Regions from separate parts of the Zea mays genome. Here region 2 is linked to region 1. A link is a contact called in public Hi-C data. All regions are on one chromosome and are shown on one strand. Each heading gives the region's core, a stretch centred on a gene start, on an enhancer-like site or on the middle of the called end of the contact. The rest is flanking DNA. Distances are from core to core; before and after follow the strand shown. Region 1 has its middle 34 kb from the start of LOC100383722. Region 2 holds the start of LOC100383722.

Evidence for each region. Hi-C and Micro-C count contacts between places; a contact is called where the count stands out from the background.
Region 2: a Hi-C map of bundle sheath shows a contact between it and region 1, with 2.9 times the contacts expected there. The contact joins the promoter of LOC100383722 here to the enhancer-like site in region 1. A contact is called at or near these places in 11 of 25 Hi-C or Micro-C datasets (bundle sheath, ear, endosperm and 4 more).

The regions. Positions count from the first base shown.
Region 1 is chr3:216,535,094-216,540,142 of Zm-B73-REFERENCE-NAM-5.0, reverse strand. No RefSeq gene overlaps it. Among protein-coding and RNA genes, the nearest start is that of LOC100383722, 34 kb to the left of the region's middle. Within about 2 kb of position 3,137, at least 19 of the 20 cell types and tissues checked have an H3K27ac peak or open chromatin away from gene starts, as enhancers often do. A contact at or near this core is called in bundle sheath, ear, endosperm and 3 more, where this site is marked.
Region 2 is chr3:216,568,769-216,573,817 of Zm-B73-REFERENCE-NAM-5.0, reverse strand. It overlaps LOC100383722, which reads right to left and starts at 2,120. Exons shown (of 3, transcript NM_001176359.1): 1 at 1,424-2,120; 2 at 11-166. The coding sequence starts at 1,929.

The DNA.
Region 1 (5,049 bases), core at 1,888-4,387:
ACTGGATCATGAGGGAGCACAAACATCGTTTCAGCGAATGGTTAATGGACAAAAACATCCCATTCGGAGACTCTTCGGATGAGAAAACAATGAAGAATTTGGCTTCTGGGCCATCGTGTTTTGTGACATCATGGCAAGCATATGACATCAATGGGTACACATTCTACACTAAATCAAAAGACATGAAAAGTGTTGCACAAAATAGCGGTGTTCGTATCGATGCTTTTGACCTACATGGACAGAAGACCACATATTTTGGATTCATAGAGGAAATATGGGAACTTGATTATGGCCCAAGCATGAAAATACCCTTATTTAAGTGCCAATGGGTACAACATCCCGTGGGGGTGATAGTGGATAACTACGGACTCACACTGGTAGACTTAAAGAAAGTAGGATATAAAGATGACCCGTGGGTTCTCGCCGAATGTGTTGCACAAGTGTTCTATGTACTCGATCCAGCAGATGAGAAGATGCATGTAGTTATTTCTGGAAAGCAAAAAATTGTTGGAGTTGAGAATGTGGGAGACCAAGATGAGGAATACAATAAGTATGAAGAGATATTCGTCTTTAACGGTCCAGAGAGAATCAAGCGTGTGGAAAAGAAAATTGATAAGAACTTAAAGCCATACATGCGGAAAAATGGTAGTTCATGAAAAATTGTATGAATCAAATTGTATTTGTTATCATGTATGATCGACTATGAATTGTGGTTGCATTTAAAATCTCTCTAGTTATCTATGTGTGCTATTATAATTCATTTAAATTGTATTTGCATATTATTGTTAAAAATTAAATATTAATTCATTTAAATTGTATTTGCATATTTCTGTTAAAAATTAAAATTATTTTCATATTTAAATTGTATTTTCATATTTTTATAATCACAGACGGTTTTTGTCTTAGGGTCCGCTTGTGAAAATGATAGAGCACCACAGGCGGTCCTAAACAAAAACCGCTTGTGATACTATTACATTACAGGCGTACTGAACCGCCTGGGACATCACAGGCGGTTTTCTAACCGAACCGCCTGTGATGTAAAAATCCTACCGATTGTATAGAGCCAAATTGTACTAGTGCCTCTTCTATCGGTGCATGCAGTGCAGGCTGCAAAATGTGAGACTCTCGACCGTACCATTCGTCACGCATCTTGTCCACTCGCTCCACGCTGGTCCGGTCCTTGGAAAAGGCCTTTTTTCCTAGAGCCTGGTGGCGTGCATGACTCCATGTGCATGTAGTAGCCTCTATTTTGGACCTAGAACTCGCTTGTTCCACCCAGCAGCAGCATGACGCAGCTCCAAACCTTGGATTTTGTCGTGGGTAGCAGCTACGTACATGGTTTCTGTCCCGTTTTCTGTAGTATCCTAGCTAGTTAGATTTGACTTCGTCACGGTGGTTTAATTCCGTCCGACGACCATTACAGCCACTCGCCCTGATTACTGAATCAAAGCCCTATATACACTAGCCAGGTTTTTTTTATTTTTTGCAATTCCAAGTTAACGCCATTTGTTTAATCCACTATTGTTTAACTAATCACAGACAGAGCCAAGACTCGTACTGTAGCGTAAACTATAGTAGATCAGAGGGAGCCGCATTTATGGCGGTTGGAGGCATGTCGCTATTATCCGGTGGACAGGTTTGGCAGCTGGATTAAACTAACGTGTCCAAGGTCAAAACCGCGGATCTGGATCAGGCAGTGACGGAAGCGAGCAAGCGCCACATGCACATGCATGCCTGTAGGATCGGAGGAGCCGATCGATCGATGATCCTATAGGAGCGACCGATCGAGCACAGCAAATCCGTCGTCAGCGGCGCTGGATCGGAGAAGCTAGCAGCAGGAGCCGACGAGGCCAACTGCATGCTGCCAATTATCAGCGTATCCCTAGGCTCGGGCTCACTCACACGTACGACGACGACGCCCGGGCCCGGCTCCACAAGTTCAAACCCTTCTGGTGTAGACTCAGATTACATACTGTCCCCGCGACCTGGCTTTGATTCTTGTCCCTAGACGGTGTTGAATTAATTCAGCGCGTGTTGGGAATCTTGCCAGCATACTCTAGCTAGGCGTCTAGCTACTACTACTCCAACATGGAAGGCGCGCAGACGGTTTGTTGATTCAAACTGGAGTGATCGATTCTACAGCAACACGACGTATGCAGACGAACTATATATACTGTATAACTACGTACCCCCCTTGGCTTTGTCGCCCTGCCTGCCGTCCTTCGTGCAATCATCGAGCTAGCTGCTCACCACGAATATAATTCCGCGACGAGAGCGAACGAGATCTCCTCCCAGAGTCCGGTCATCTGAAGATCCCATGACCAACGGAGGATGCCCCCCGGCCGGCGGGCGCGGATAGCTAGCAGCGCCAACCTTTTCGCCGTATTCGCCACACTGCACGTCCCTCTCGCCCGCCGTCGCCATCCAGTCCACCCGTCCTCCCGACGCGCGGCGGACGGACCGCCCGTGCTGGTCCGCGGTTCGCGCCGCAGATCGACGCGCGCGCCTCCTCTCCTCCTCCCATTGGCGCTATCCCTCGCCATGCATCGACCATCGCCCACCCGGCCCGGCGCGCGCTCTCTCTCCTCGGCCGGCTAGCGAGTTGCCGTGCAGCTAGGGGGGTGCAACCGTGCAATGCAATGCAATATGCAAGCGGGCAAGCCGCGCCGATTTGATTTGATTCATCGCCCCGCGACAAACACGTGCTCCTCCAGGACGCCGTGCGCCAATCCGCCGTCAATTCAGCCTTTGCACGGCTAGGCCTAGGCTAGGCAGCCACCGACCGTGACATGCGCCGAACCGTACCAGCAGTGCATCCATCGCTAGACGACCTAGACTAAAAAAATATCTCGTGAAGCCGATATTAATAAAACTACACTTTTTTTAACTTATTAACTGGAGCTAGCTAGTAGTTTAGAGCTATATCTACGCTCAGTCTCCATCGATCGGAATGATGAGTAGCCGCCACCCAGACCCAGACCCAGGCCGGCCTCGGAGTTGGAGAACAACTGCCCTTTTCTTCTTCTGTCCGACTAGCCTCCATCGTTTCACATGTGAAAAGATCGAGGTACGTGCGTGCACGCAACATATATGTTTGCCCTGCCTGCATGCCTACGGCTACGGGCGAGCCTACGAACGAAGTGGCTAGCTAGGTTGCCAAACGCACACTATATATATATACGTATATAGCTCTAGCTTCTCTGTCCTGTTTGGTGGCGATTCGGCCGGCAACGGCAAAGCACCCGCAATCAACTCTAACGCCTGTACTTTTGTTCGGCCTAAGTGAAGCGATGGTCCAATGCATGCTCAGCAGTAAACAAGTCATGATTCGATCGAGTAAGGGGGTGTTTGGTTTCTAGGGACTAATTTTTAGTCCCTCAATTTTATTCCATTTTAGTCCCTAATTTACTAAATATACAAACTAAAACTCTATTTTAGTTTCCTTATTTAACAATTTATGAACTAAAATGAAATAAAGTGGAGGGACTAATGTTTAGTCCCTATAAACCAAACACCCACTAAGAACGCTGATCGTTTTTTTAATAAAAACATATCAACATGGGAACGTATCTGGTGCAAACCAACCCCTCCATGCAATCGTGCAAACTTCTAATCTGGGCCACATGATGTTGATCCAATGGACACAGGGGCGTGGATAATTTTACACTTAACTACCCGCTGCTAATCACATTTTTTCAAATCCCCCTCCCACTCCTCCCGCACACCCCCTTGGATCAACATCATGTGGTTCAGATTAAAAGTTTGCACGGTTGCACGGAGAGGTTGGTTTGCACCAGATACATTCCCTATCAACATGGCTCTCTATATATTAATAATATGTGTGAAGGGGTTAATCTGGTATAATTAAATGATGTTAGTTATATATGAGCTTGATCCACCTATAAAATATGTATGTGTGTTATCGTTTATTATCATACTGCAGGATGTTGACATTGACGTTAACGTATATAATTTGTACGGTACGAACTTATATCGTCTACCTTAAGTTGTTAAGAAAAAAAAAATGGAAATATAGTTCTACTAGCTCTTGGTTTCTCGCGTCCACTAAAGGGGGTGTCTGGGAGTGAAGTTTTTTCAAAGTTTTGGAAGAATACTGCAGTATTCTCAAAAACTGTAGTATTATATATCGAAAGGTGTTTGGCAAGCTAGCTAAAATCTCTGTTTCAAAACTAAAGTATTACAAATACTGCAGCTCTTTTGAACTATTTTAAACTTAGATTTCTACCTCAATTTTCTCTGTAAAACGCAACGCGCGCATCTCTCCCGCGTGCAAAAAAATACTTTGCTTCCAAACACCTCTATGTATTCAATATTGTGGTATTCTAAAATTATAGTATTTTAAACTGTGGTATTGTCATGACTAAAGTATACTGTAGTATTTCAAAAACCATGGTTTCCAAAAACTTTGTTCCCAAACAGGGTCTCAGTTCCTCACGCCAGCCAGGTTCTACTAGCTCGCATATATAAGCTTTATTCACTTTATCTTATCAACGTTTCTCGGTTCGCTTTTCTCTGCTCTCTTGCTTTAGTTGTTAGCCAAGTACTCTATTTAAGTTCGAGCACTGGGAGAGCGGCCGGGCATCCTAAATGTGTATCGTCCCATAAGAATTCACATGCTCGAGTGAATACTAGCAATCACATTTTATGTATACTGCGGCATGAACCTCTCTAATTGTTCATATGTTAAGTTTGATGGTTAAGCACGACTTGCGCCACGCTCCCTACTAATTCCTTTTATTTTTGGTACTCACTCTGATGTCATTATACACATAATGATGTATTCCGATAACTCGTTCCATCATGTACAACTAAGGTTGGTAATAGGCGCTCTAAAATTTGCATTATAAAATGTAACGATCGAATCGTATCAGGACCGTGCTCTATTTCTATTAATTTTTAACTAAAATTTATTAAGGGTCCTAAGTTTTTGTGGAAAAAAAATATTTGGATCACGATCCATTACCACCCATATAGTACGACCGTATAATATAGGTATATAGCGTTGGTCCTACTACGCTACTAGAATAT
Region 2 (5,049 bases), core at 871-3,370, 35 kb before region 1:
ATATACGTACCTGGGGTATGGGCTGTTCTTGACGGCCTTCTGGCCGTACTTGCGCCACCGGTAGCCGTCCTCAAGGTGGTCGACCTCGCTCTTGGTCAAGAACGCGAACCGCGGCTGCCGCTGCCGCTTCTCGCCCTTGCCCTTGCCCTTGCCTGCCGCCGCTGACCTGCAACAAGAGCCGGCGTCGTGCGCATCGATCTCATCAGCTCCTCCCGTACGACGTCCCCACCAGCAGCAAGCTAGCCGGGTCAGCGGAAAGTGAGGCGGATTTCGTTCAAACTAAGACACACGGTACGCGATTGCGATTGCGAGCGCGAGGCGGCCGCCGGCGCCGGCCGCCTGGCTGGGATCCCGTTCAAACGCGGTGGTTGGCGCTGGGGTGTGCGAATCAGCTGGACTACTAGAGTAAGCACATGGTCTTAACAGGTTCACACTGCGTGCTGTGCTGTGTGCACACCCCTTTTCTGCTCCGGCGCAGAGATTTTCTACCAGTATTCTCCGGACAAAGTTTTTCAAATTTAACTAGATTCGTAAAAGATATTACTAGTATTTGTATTTTGGACAGGTTTATTATGAGAATAGATTCGAAAACAAAAACGTCAACTATTTTAAGACGGGGTGAGTAAATAATATAGGCGACAAAGATTGCATAGAAAAGGAGTCATAACAAATTCATCTGGAGAGGGGCCGGGACGAAATATCTCTTGGGCTGCAAGGGGAGCTATAGCCCTTAGGCCGGACCATTCTCAAGAGATCTTCGGTTTTTTTTTTTGGGCATGATCTGGGTAAAAGGGGGTGAACAAAAAGAGTAAAAAGGAGGAACCAGGAACAAAAAAAAAACATATGTATGGAATCAGCTGAGCTGAGGATGCAAATCTTGGCCAAGTGGAAGAAGGCGTGCATGATGTTCAAGCTAGGCGTAGCTAGCTAGCATGAATTCCATAAAGCAAAAGGGGAAGAGAGGAGGAGGATTAACTAGCAGACTAAGCTATACAATACAATACGATGACCGACCTTTTCCGTGCTTGTTTTCTTGTGCCATGCATGCAGGTGTGAAACCCTAGCCGACCCAAATTCACACCTTTGCCTTGCCGCTACCTTATTTTTTTTAAAAAAAAAGAACAAAGGGAAGAAGGAACAAGGCACCGAAGAGGAACGAAGAATGACTGGTTGACCAGAAGGGTGAGGGAGGGAAGGAAGCAGGATCCAAAAGACCCAGTAACTGACGCCCGGCCCCTAATCTTGGTTCAGGATCAGCCAAAAACACTAGATAAATAGTCTCACGAAAAAAAGATGACTAGCGGAAAGATCTATCAAGAAGTTGAAAAAAAAAAGAGAAAGGGAATAGCGCAGGATTTGGTCGACGTAGTCAGTACTCAGCAGTAGAATCTGAAGAAGAATTATGGGTCATCATGCTACTCACCCTTTCTTGCCCTTGTCAGCGTCTTCCTCCCCCTTGTCGAGCGCCTTGCTCTCCTCCCCATCCCCTTCCTCCTTCTTGCACCTCCCCTGCGGCGAGTCCTCCTCCCTTCCTCCTCCTCCTCCGGCGGCGCCGCCCGCCGCCTCGCTGGACGAGGAGGACATGGACGACGTGGTGTTGGGCGTGACCGGCGCCGTGCCGCCCCCGCTGGGCGTGGGCGTGGGCGCGGCGAAGCCTCCTCCGTCCCCGCCTGTGTCCACCAGCAGCAGCTCCTCCTCCCTCTTGACGACGTCGTCCCCCGGCAGCGGCAGGTCCAGCGCGCGGCACAGCAGGTCGTAGTCCATCCCCATGCCTGGGGCGCCCGCGTGCAGGTAGTCCGCGAACCACGACGCCGGCGCCTGTTGCTGCTGCTGGTGCTGGTGCGTCATCATCGCCTCTCCGGCCGGCGCCGGCCGCTGCGCGAACAGCGACGCCAGCTCGTCGTGGAAGTATAAGTCTCTCGACGACATGGGCGCGCCGCTGGTTCTTGCCGCTTGCTCACTTATCAAGGACGAGGGACGAGGGAGGAGAGGGAGATCAATACGGGGCCAGGGAAGCGAGCGTATTCGGCTATATGGTAGTGGGGGCGTAGTGATGCATGTGAGGCAAAGGGGGCGAAAGGGATGGGGGTGTGTTTATGTGTACGTGGTGCTCGCGCGCGCGCGAGAGAGAGAGAGTCTAGGTGTGTAGGAAGATGATGCACACATACTGCAGATATACTGCTAGTCTAGATGGAGAGAAAGAGAGAGAGATGGATGGATGGTTGGTTGGGGTAGAGGATTTTTCTTGTTTTTTCTTTCGTATCTCTTTTACCAGCTGCTTTTTGGGTTGGCCTTTTGTTTAATTGATCCAGCTTTTTGTGACAGAAACTACTAGCTAGTAGTACTAATTGATTAGACCCAAACGACATGTCCATTTCCCGGCCTCTTTCTTTCCCATCCCCTGGAGCTATGCGCTTGTTTCCATCGCAAGGTACAAAGGTCATCAGTGGGTTAGACTTCACCCTCCCCCTCCTCAGCTCTCTCCCCCCCTAGCAGGCTAGAGAGTGCTTTAGGCCAGACCAGTGAGTAGTAGTAATAATAATGCAGGAGAAGCACCAGATGTAAGCGTGGCGGGAACGGGAAGAGCCGAAGAGGGACGACGGTCTACCGTCACGGGGGCATGGTAATCAGTCAGCGGCGCCGGCGCCCTACCGGTGGCGGTGGCAGCCGGACACACCTGGTCAAACCGCCGCGCCGCGGTCAGACGTTCCCACCCGACACGTGGCGGTGACCCCTTTGACCGGGCCTACCTGCGCGTTGGCCCGCTGGCAGCCGGGGCCACCTTTTTCGCTGACGCCACCTCCTCCGGCCCCCGTCCGGTCTCGAGCCGACGGCTGCTAGTGGCGGTCGTGGGATGCGTGCCGGCGCCCGGCGGTGCCTGGAACTGGGAGGCCCCGTCCCCGGACCCCGTGTGCCGTGCCTGGAACTGGGGCGGGCCGGCCGCGGTCGCCTCGCAGGGTCCGGCCGGTCCTCCGGTCAAGGCGTCTGGCCGGCGGGGCCCGCCTCGTTTCCATTCCGGAGACGTTGCGTTGCGTCGCGCTGGGCGCTCAGCTGCACGGGGGGCGCGTCTGGAAGAAAGGCCACCATCTCTCGTTTCTGGAAGGCCTGGGGGTACTGCTGCTCTGCTAGTGCAGTAGTGCTAGAGCAGGAGCAGGGAGCAGCAGCAGCAGCAGCAAATCCAATCATCAAAAAGGGGTCGCGGTGACAGGGGACCTAGAGGGCTGTTTGGTCTGCCTGCAATCCTTTCTGCGACAGATTTATTTCGAGCACGAACAAAAATGAACAATCATGAAAAAGTGCGCGAGACGTATATCTGAATCTGAGCTGCAGCTGCAGCTGCCCGTCTGTCTTTTTTTTCTCTCTCTCTCTTCTGTTCTGTACCGGCCGCACGGCGACAGCATTCAAATGTTTGGTGAAACTGGTGAACAGTGAAGTAGATGCGTTGGTGCTATTCTGGGATAGAAATTTCCTGCTGCATTCGTTCCGAGGTGCTACTGCTGCAGGACTCTACTGTTCAGTTTTACTGCGGCTGGTACAATACGATCCCGTCTGACTTTACACAGGACCGACATGTACTGTACTCCTATTAGCGACTGTACGTGCACACACAGAGCCACGCAGCATACCGTATACTCCTACATACGTCCACTGGTCCCTGCAAGCCTGCCTCGAGCCAGTTATACATATACCAACATTTGATCTTCTTTCTGCCACCGGCAACCGACCAAGAAAAATGAATCATGCCGCACGTAGCTAGAAGCTAGCTGTGCCCAATGGTCCGTGTGGTCGTGTCGTGTGGATGGAAACTGAAAAGCGGAGCATCGTAGCCTGCCTCGGCGTCGCAGACACTCGCAGAAAAACAACAGCGTGTCATCCCAAGCAGCCGCGAATTTAAGAAAACGCTAGCAGCGGCGGCGGCGGCGCGCGGCGTCTGAAAGCGGCCGGGCGGTGCCGGTGCCGGTGCCGCCGCACGTAAACGTGGCGCGCTACGCGTATACATGATCGCGGATCGCGGTGTGAAACCCCGCGTTCGTTGGACGGACCACGCCCGCCGGCCGCCCGGTACGTGCATTATGCAGCGCAGCTGCTGTTCCTGTTCACGCCACTGGGGTGGACCGCGCTTGGCCGACCAGCGTACGACGTGCCGGTTCCGGATCTGTGGCAACTGGCAAGCAGGGCGCCGCCGCCCCGCCGGTGTGGAATCGGCCATCGGCAGAGCGCGGCCGGGCTGTAGCTTGCGGTAGCGAGCGGCGCGCTCGCATTTAAGGCGTTAGCTTCTGGGTTGGTGGGTGAGCGCCTGCTTTTTGTCTCGCAAAGCCCGGTCCAGCCGGGGACGGCGACGTCCTGCCGCCGGTCGGTCCCTGGTGGTCGGGGAGGGGTCCAAGTCCAACCGTTAACGTACCCGACCCGTCCACTGCCCACTGCACCTTGCTGCGTTAGATTATTTAAATTTAAATTGGCCTATATATATAATTAGATAAATTAATTTTTATCATCATAAAGAATATATGTATGTACGATGGTTGCTACACTAAAGAATTAAAGATTAATAATATATTAAAAACGCACCCTTTTTCCCTCTCTTCAGTTCAAGTGGAATTTATTATTAGTATGTGCAATTTAAAGTAAAGAGAAATAGTAGTAGTAACAAGCATGATGCGTGTACAAATAAGAATGACACGATGGGTGTTACGTGTTGTCTATGACTATATGAAGTGGACACATATGATGTTGCTATATATAATGACAATACAGATTAGTGTGTAATAATGACTACAATACAAAGGATTAGTTGCTTCATGCATATCAACATGAACTAACCGCGGCTAGTACGTACTCACTGCAGCCTGCAGGCGACCCGTAGACCGGCCGATCGATCCGAGCAGCAGGCAACAAGCTGCTACGTACGGCGGCCTGTTTCGTACGTATTCATTTCGTCGTCGCTCATATCAGCTGGTCCACGTACGTCCATCCATCGGTACGCCCTTTTGGCCGTTTCCGACGACAACACCAACCGTACGTAGCACACGATCTGGTACCCCACCACCA